3 separate regions of the Zea mays genome follow, and regions 1 and 3 are each linked to region 2. The links are chromatin contacts, called in public Hi-C maps. All regions are on one chromosome and are shown on one strand. Each heading gives the region's core, a stretch centred on a gene start, on an enhancer-like site or on the middle of the called end of the contact. The rest is flanking DNA. Distances are from core to core; before and after follow the strand shown. Region 1 holds the start of LOC100274316 (IAA-amino acid hydrolase ILR1-like 4). Region 2 holds the start of LOC100192921. Region 3 holds the start of LOC103651515 (zinc finger CCCH domain-containing protein 7).

Evidence for each region. Hi-C and Micro-C count contacts between places; a contact is called where the count stands out from the background.
Region 1: a Hi-C map of tassel shows a contact between it and region 2, with 2.4 times the contacts expected there. The contact joins the promoter of LOC100274316 here to the promoter of LOC100192921 in region 2. A contact is called at or near these places in 3 of 25 Hi-C or Micro-C datasets (endosperm, leaf mesophyll and tassel).
Region 3: a contact with region 2 is called in a Hi-C map of tassel, with 2.0 times the contacts expected there. The contact joins the promoter of LOC103651515 here to the promoter of LOC100192921 in region 2. A contact is called at or near these places in 3 of 25 Hi-C or Micro-C datasets (ear, endosperm and tassel).

The regions. Positions count from the first base shown.
Region 1 is chr3:224,339,003-224,341,843 of Zm-B73-REFERENCE-NAM-5.0, reverse strand. It overlaps LOC100274316 (IAA-amino acid hydrolase ILR1-like 4), which reads left to right and starts at 1,466. Exons shown (of 5, transcript NM_001148679.1): 1 at 1,466-1,992. The coding sequence starts at 1,627. LOC103651500 (a long non-coding RNA gene) reads right to left here and starts at 1,082. Exons shown (of 4, transcript XR_002268240.3): 1 at 586-1,082; 2 at 395-471; 3 at 1-243.
Region 2 is chr3:224,724,520-224,727,320 of Zm-B73-REFERENCE-NAM-5.0, reverse strand. LOC100192921 reads left to right here and starts at 1,294. Exons shown (of 2, transcript NM_001364547.1): 1 at 1,294-1,392; 2 at 1,605-2,801. The coding sequence starts at 1,629.
Region 3 is chr3:225,032,252-225,034,951 of Zm-B73-REFERENCE-NAM-5.0, reverse strand. LOC103651515 (zinc finger CCCH domain-containing protein 7) reads right to left here and starts at 1,268. Exons shown (of 10, transcript XM_035966501.1): 1 at 1-1,268. The coding sequence starts at 1,054.

The sequences.
Region 1 (2,841 bases), core at 217-2,716, 390 kb after region 2:
TATCTGAAGTTAAAAAGCATGTCAAATCAGAACCAGTTAGAACCCAGAAATTTGCCTTATGATTGTCGTTCCATGTAAAGTATGGAGTGATATCCTTTTCCAGATCAATGATGGCATACTCTTCTGAATCAACAACCCAGCTCACAATCCTACCTCGATCGTACACCTTTCTTTTTTCCATCTTTAAAGCTGAAGTATGCATTGACATTGACCTCAACTCTACAAGCATTCTTCGGATAGATCCTACAATGCAAGAACAAAACAAATAGACAGAAATGAGCAAACAATTTCAGGTCCTTCTGGTTCCCTTCACACAACCATATATTACCACATACAAATACTAGAAAAATAAGTACAAATCGGAGGAAGAATATAGAGGACCAGAGGAGATTACCTTTCAGGAACTTCGTCGACATCCATCCCTGCTCAAATCCCCACTGCCTTGTCTTGGCATTGCAAAATCCCCCAAAACTAGGTTTTAAATCAAGAAACCAGAGCACGAGAAGGAGAGTAACAAGAGGCAAAATGAGGGAAGGAAGCAGAGGTGTGCATCATGGAGAATAAAAGATAAAGAGCAGCTGCAACCTCCGAGGAAGCACGCCGCGGGCCGTCGCCTTCGTTTCCTGTGCGGCTGGTGCGTGCGTGTTTCCAGGATGCTTGCATGAGTGGGCTGGGTTTGAGGGTGTTTGGTTTCTAGGGATTAATCCCTCTATTTTATTTCATTTAGTCTCTAAATTGTTAAATACAGAAACTAAAACTTCTAAGAATTATTCCCTAGAAAACAAACACCCTCTTAGGCTACAGGTGTGTGTGCGCGTGAGTTTTTTTTTCTAAGTTTCCGTATTTGACAATGTAGAGTCTAAAATAAAATAAAATAAAATAAAGAGACTAAAAATTATTTTCTAGAAAACAAAACACCCCTTAGGCCTAACGTGTGTGCGCGCGGAGTTTTTCTATTTTTAATTGATTTTATTATATTTTCATCAGATCAAACGTTGATTTAACGTGGATGGTAGAAATCTATAACGGAGCAACTTTTCAATGCTACTAATATATAGTTTAATATTTTGGTGGTATTTTTTCTATATTGTAGATCTTTTAATGTTATAGATCCATTTTTTTTGTAAAAATAAAGATAAAGTTATGAGCAGAGCAACCATGTAAATATCTCTTAATATTTTGATAATCGTTCTTACAAGTGTGCTCTTACTCCTATTTTACCCTGCATCCGTCACTACTAGGTAGACTGGGAGACGTGCCCAACTACCCCTGAGCAAGTGCCACCCTGCAAATGGCTGGACAACAAGAACCAATCGGTCGACTATTCCATCAGTACAACCAGCAGTCGTAGATAGACGCCTTGAAACAAAAGACTACCCGAGAGGGCCAGACAATGAAAAGCAGAAACGATCGCGCACGCACGGCAGCAGGATCGGCACACGAAAAACGCAGTTGCATCGTGGCATGCATTTGGAAATATCGTAATCAAAATAAACCAGCCGCCGCCCTCGTGCGGGCCTGCGCTTGCCTTGGCCTCGTCAAAAGCAAGGCCGCCCCACTCTAGGCTCACCTGATTCCTTCCGCCTTGTCAGCGCAGCGATCCAGACCCACCCGAGCCAACAACCCATGGCCGCCGCGACGCCGCGTCTCCTGCTCGCGGTCGCGGGCCTCACCCTCGCCGTCCTCGCCGCCGCGGTCTCGCCGTCTCTGGCGGCGGGGCCGCCGGTGCTGCAGGACCCGGCGGAGCTCCTGCGCCTTGCCAAGGAGCCGGCCTTCGCGGACTGGATGGTCGGGGTGCGGCGGCGGATCCACGAGAACCCGGAGCTGGGATACGAGGAGTTCCAGACCAGCGAGCTCGTGCGCCGGGAGCTCCACGCCATGGGGATCCCCTACAGGCACCCCTTCGCCGTCACCGGCGTGGTAGCAACAGTCGGCACCGGCGGTCCGCCCTTCGTTGCTCTGCGGGCGGACATGGACGCGCTGCCCTTGCAGGTCTGTAACTGTAACCGCCTTCCTTTTTTTCTCCTCTGCTTCTTGATTTCGCTGCGGATTCTGGAAAAGAAATTATTGCTTGCTTTTTTCTAAGGATAAAGGCAAATGTCTCTGCTCTGGTTATCGAATCCGTTTCTGTTTCAACCGCGAGCTTGGAACTTGGATTATTTAAAACGAACTGCGTACTTCTAGTGGCCACAAAACTAAATTTGACTAGTCAAAGGGAAGAGGAACGCCAGGGATTCAAAGAACTCGTGCTCACCGGAAGGCTAAAACTTGTTCACTGGTTATTCTTTTTAGAATTCATTATCCATTAAAATTTGTTGTGGCGCAATACAAAGTAAGGACTAGTGACCATCGAGGCCAGCACGTGCCATATGGAAATGATCAATTGAAGTATCGAGTATGCATGTATATAGTTCATTCATGGCAGAATGGCAGATGTGAGATGTCCTAGTAACCGGTAAGAAAGGGAGGAATAGGTCTGCACCTGCTACGCATGGGAGTATGTGTATCTGTAACAGTCGTGTGGTTCGTTTAAAGAAAAAGTCTTGTGAGACTTCGGTCATGTCCCAGGTGGTGATTGACATGGCAAATATGTGATTTCTGTGTATGGCATAATTATTGGGTTCTTGAACCTGATTGATATGGTTAAAATTTATTGCACGCATGTGCTGGTTTCTTCTCTTGGTCAATGTGAAAATATCCTAATTCGCTTTTGTTTTACTAGCTCTCGAAGACCCCGCTATTGATGTGTTTTAGATGTATTTTTCTGGTGACATAGTTCCATGTTTCGTGCAGTGGGATTGATTATATGTTAGGTTGCTTCTGGATGTACTGATCTCCAAA
Region 2 (2,801 bases), core at 45-2,544:
AGCGGGAGAGAAAGACAGAATGAACTGACACGGGCGCGGGCCGTCGGTTAAATTCCCTTATGTGTGACGGCTTGTCTGCCAGCCGTCGAACATAAGCCTATATCCGACGGTCCGCCTACCAGCCCTCGGATATCAGAAATTATGTCCGACGGTTCCCTATACGACCGTCGGTCATATGTGAGCCGTCGGACTTATAGCGTTTTACTGTATTGAATCAAACCTGTGACGATTATAGCCGATATACACATACTTGAGGGAGAGTACTTTGCCTGCAGTACCATATAATTGAGGCCTGCCTGCCCCTACGTATCTATGTAGCTCGATCGCTAGGCTGACTGCCCCTAGCGCTGCTGCCCGAGCTTATCTTTCAGAACCCAGTTATTGAGGCCATTAATTAGAGCTAGGTGCACACCAAAGTGAGTGACACTTTGCTGCATTTAAAGTCCGGGACAGCAGCTAGCTACTAGTACTAGCTAGTATACATGCTCATCTATCACTGCACAAAAGTGTCAAGTGTGCATATAGAGAGAGGGACCATGCGTACTAGCTCTGCTGCTGTAAGTGTATGTGTGTGTGGATGATTTTGTTTTCTTTTTGGAGAAAGTAAGTGTGTGCATGTAGCCATGATAGTAGAGAAAATTGCTATTCTGTCACTTCTAACGTGGGCTCTCTGCTATTATATCACCCTATGTTTATGACTTGTGGGACCATTTATGTCTATGATTTGTGGGTCGATCTGGTGGTAAAATAGAGAAGTCCACGTCTGAGTGTGACAAAATAGCAAATTTTCCGCCATAGTAGCCTCCCTTAGATGCTTGCTATGGGTTGCGATGCACACACACAAATCTATCTATGTACCGTACCCTAGCTACTCCTTGGTTGCCCTCTTTATAAGAGCATGCTAGCTTTTCCTCCCTGCAGCCTTTTGCTATACTGCTGCATACACACACACACACACACAGGATAGTGAGAGATGATTAAGTCGCTCCCACATAGCAAAGCCAAAAGTTTAGCAGCTCACCGCAGGCATCTTCTTGTCCTCTTGCTCTTTCCTTGATCCATCCATGGACCATGCATGGTGCTTTTGCAGGCCGCCGGCTCCCCTCTCAAGCTATAGCGGTTACTAGTACTACTAGACTACTAGCTAGTGCACGAATGCCCCCTTCTGCACCTCGCTTGCCATAGCTTGCATCATCATCAGCTGCTAGCCTGCTAGCAGCTCGGTCCACGCGCGACTACTAGTCTACTAGTAGATGAGCAGTCCAGCAGTGAAAGTGTAGTGGCAGTGGCAGCGGCAGCCATATCCCCACCACACTGCTCGATCATCACCACGCCTCCGTCGTCAGACCTGCACCTAGCTTTGCATCGCGCATTAATCAGGAATCGGAGGAGGTATATGCGCTGTACGTTGCAATAATAATATTTTCTTCCATACATTCTGGTGTGTTATGGTATGCATGCCATATGCATATATATTATGTGCAAGTTCTTCGCGTCATCCGTTTAATGCATGGCGTCTCGATCCATGTATGCATACAAATACTCGCTCGCATGCATGCATCATGTGGTTGCTTTGCTGATCAGACCAGCTAACTTGCAAGCAGGGGTCTGATTCTTCCAAGTTAAAGATGGATCATAACCTGAGCGACATGACGATCCTGAGCGAGCACGCATGGGGCGACGAGGCCGGCGCCGTCTTGCTGTCGCCACCGGAGGTGGGCAGCGTCATCGAAGGCGGCGGGGGCATGACGGTGCTGGAGAGGCTGGTGCTCGACGAGGCGCTGGCAGCCGCGATCCTGGAGCTGCAGGCCATCCAGCAGGCCGCCCCCGGGCCCGCCTCCTGCGCCGGCAAGCAGCAGCTGGCGGCCGGTGGCGGTGGTGGTGTGGTTGGGGCGGAGGCCGCTGTCGCCTTCCCCTCGATGATGGCGATGGCGATGGCGGCGCCAACGCCCGCCTACGCGGACGCGGACGTGGACGCGGGTGTCCTGCAGCGACAGCAGCATCACCATCGCCCTCACGCCGCGATGGGGATGCCTAGTCCCGACTACGACCTCGCACCAGCAGCAGCAGCAACACCCGCGGTCGCGGTAACTGCTGCCGCGCCGCCCGCCTTCACCACAAACACAAACGCCGCGGTTGACAGCGGATGCAGCGGCCTCGTAGTCCTTGGACGCTCGCCGCCGCCGCCGGTCTTCTCCGCCAGCAACGAGACCGCAGCAACGGCGAGCCTGGACTGTGAACATGGCGGCGGAGGCCGTGGTGGTGGCCGAAGGCAACGCCGGCCCAACAGGAAGAGGAAGGCCGCCGCCGAGGCCGAGCGGTCGCGACCTGTGCGTGTGGCGGCGGCAGCGGCACAGGAAGAGAGCACCTTGTGCAGCCTCCTGGCGTCCACCGCCCCGACCACCGCGGGCGGCATCCAGATCGCGTTCAGCACGGCGGCCGTGCATCAGCAGCAGCATGCTGCCGGTGGGGCCGGCGGCGCCAAGACATCAGCGAAGCCGTCGTCTCTGAGTCTGAGCAGCAGCGGCTCGTCGAGCAACATCAGCTTCGACGGCCGGAACCCCGCGCGCAACGGCGGCGGCGGCGGCGGCGGCGACCCCGTGTACGAGCCGGACACGGAGGCGCTGGCGCAGGTGAAGGAGATGATCTACCGCGCGGCGGCGATGCGCCCGGTGTCCCTCGGCTCCGAGGACGACGCCGGCGCCGGCGCCGAGCGCCCGCCGCGCCGCCGCAACGTGCGCATCTCGTCCGACCCGCAGACGGTGGCGGCGCGGCAGCGGCGGGAGCGCATCAGCGACCGC
Region 3 (2,700 bases), core at 19-2,518, 310 kb before region 2:
TAGCATCCCTGTTCAGTATAAGATGATCATTTCCTGTTTCAGGAATTGATTGCAAATTCCCGAATTGTGTGCCATAATCACAAGATTTATTTGGCCCTGAGCCTCTGCTAATGGAATTGTCTTCCAATTTCTCATCTTCACCATCTTCGTCTCCATGTTCGGAATTTCCAGATTCTTCTGAACCCAAATCCTGAAACTCGCCCTCAATCTCTCCTTCCTCGAAACCACCACCATCATTCTGCCCATTATCACAGTTTCTAAGAGGTTCTCCTTCTTCAATCCTATCACCCAGTTGTTTCAAATCCTCAGATGCCTTGCTATTCTGCAGGTCACCTCCAGAAACTGCACACCTCTGTGTTGGTATTGCTCCAGCATCAACATCATCAATCAACCCTGTGAAGTTTGTCAGCATCGCTTCAAACAAAAGACAGCCTTCATCATCACCCACTGCTACCTCTACCGATTCGTCAACCTTCGTCTCCAAGAGAGACTCCACCGACTTCAAAGATACGTCACCCACCATCGCCAGTCCAGCTCCAACCGCTGACTCCTCCACCTCAGCAGTGGTCTTACATGAGGTGCTTTCTACCACAAGTACCGCTGATTCCCCAGCCTCGGCTCTGGTCATACACGAGGTGCTTTCTACGACCCCTACCGCGTCCGCACCCTCGAGCTGCAGAGCCTCAGCCTCAGCCTCAACCAGGTCGAGGGTAGAGTTCGCCGCGGCCGGTTGATGGACAGTCCCGTGAAGCGAAGGGCCTCCCGCATCCGCCGCCTCGATTTGCACATCCTTTAGCCGATCGAAATCAGCGCCATTAGGCCTTTCTGGGGAATCGTCGGGGTCCCCACCGACGAAGTCCGCGGCGACGGGCTCGGGCACGGGCGGCGAGATGCCACAGGGCGACGGGTTGATGTGGAGACAGTGAGAGAAGAGGCGGGAGAGCGTGCGGAAGGAGGCACTGTCGAGGTGTGACCGACGACGGGTGAGGACGGCAGCGGCGGCGAGGGGGGAGGGAGTCGGGGCCACAGACGGCGGCGCGAGGGCATCCTCCATGGTTAAGGAACTGGGTGGGCTGGAACTAGGGCTTAGGCCTTAGGGTCTGAGACGGCGGTCGACTCGCCGCGGGAGTTCGCCGTCGACAGCGGCGGCTGGTCTTCGGCAGAGGCGGGCGTGGGCGAAATCCGCCAAGTATACGGTGAGTCGGTGGCGCTGCATTTTTGCCGCTGCTCCATAAGCAATTCGGCCTACCGGGCTTTCGTGTGGGACTAGCCCACTAGGCCCTTTCCATGTTTTATTTTTTAAATTTCTTCAAAATCTTAAACTTAACTTTAGTAAAAGGTTAATAGCTCAGCTTTCTCGGCCAGCCGAACAGAAAAGGCAGGCATTGTTTGGTTTTTAGACACTAATTTTTTAGTCTATATATTTTATTCTGTTTAAGTATATAAATGCTAAGTACAAAAACTAAAATATAGTTTTATTTTTTATATTTGGCGATTTAGGTAGTAAAATAAAATAAAATAGATAGATAAAATTAGTCCCTAAAAACCAAACACATCCAAGACTACTTCATATATGTTCATCATTAAAGTATGGTAATTATTTTTGTTCCAGTTTTCCTATTTATTATATTTTTTTCCTAGTAATAACTTTTCTTTCGTCGCAGTTCCACACTTCGATGGTCTGCTCGGAGTATGGTTTTGGTTTGGCTTGGCGATAAATTACTAGTCGTTAGCGCGCGCTAGCGCGCGCATGTTATTTGAGATTGCAGTAATATATAGGAGTATTACATTGTATAGTTACATATATAGTACCAGCCTACACGACTTTGTGTCATAATCTCATATGTAAAACATGTGTCAGATAAGGGTTATTGGTAAAATTAGGTATAATATGGGGAATATGAAAAAAGAATGTCATCAAGACCTTACCATTTACCAGCAAGAAATTTAGATGACACAACAGAGAAATCAGATTCCAAAAATACAACAGATTGAAGTCACGGAGACCTTGCCATTTACCAGCAATCAACACACCAAGAGACCAGTCCTCTTTTTTCTGAAGAAAAGCTTATATTATATATATATATATATATATATATATATATATATATATATATATATATATATATATATATATATATATTCAAGTTCTGAATTTCTTTCTGAAGAAATGTTATGAAGTAATTGACAATAGAACAAAACTTCTTAATGGTACTATGTAGTTACAGGGAAGAAGCTGACATAAATTGTTGTGTCCAAAGAACGACAGAAAAGGGAAAAAATCTTTACATACCGGATGTAAAGAATTTCTTTTACACCCCTACACATACATCAGCTGCTGGTCATATAAATAGAAGAAAAATAAATTACTAAAGAGTTATTTTGTAAATTTTGATCCGTCTTTGTGGGTCTCCAAGTGCTGAATGTGAGGAACTGCAAAAGATGATGATTACATCCAGTATGTACAGAATTATTCTCCTAGAAAAATAGCACCGGAGCCGAGCCACCATTGGTGTATGCTGCCGGAGCCCGACCATCCACGCCCACGCCATCCCACTGGGATCAACATGCACCTGTCATGCCGTTTTTGTAGGCAAGCGCGACGACGCCGGAGGTCGACTATCGACTATCGGTGCCTGCAATTTCCTGGTGAGATCTGTCGGTCCAACCCAGAGGGCGAGTCTGTTGGGGTTCTAGTGC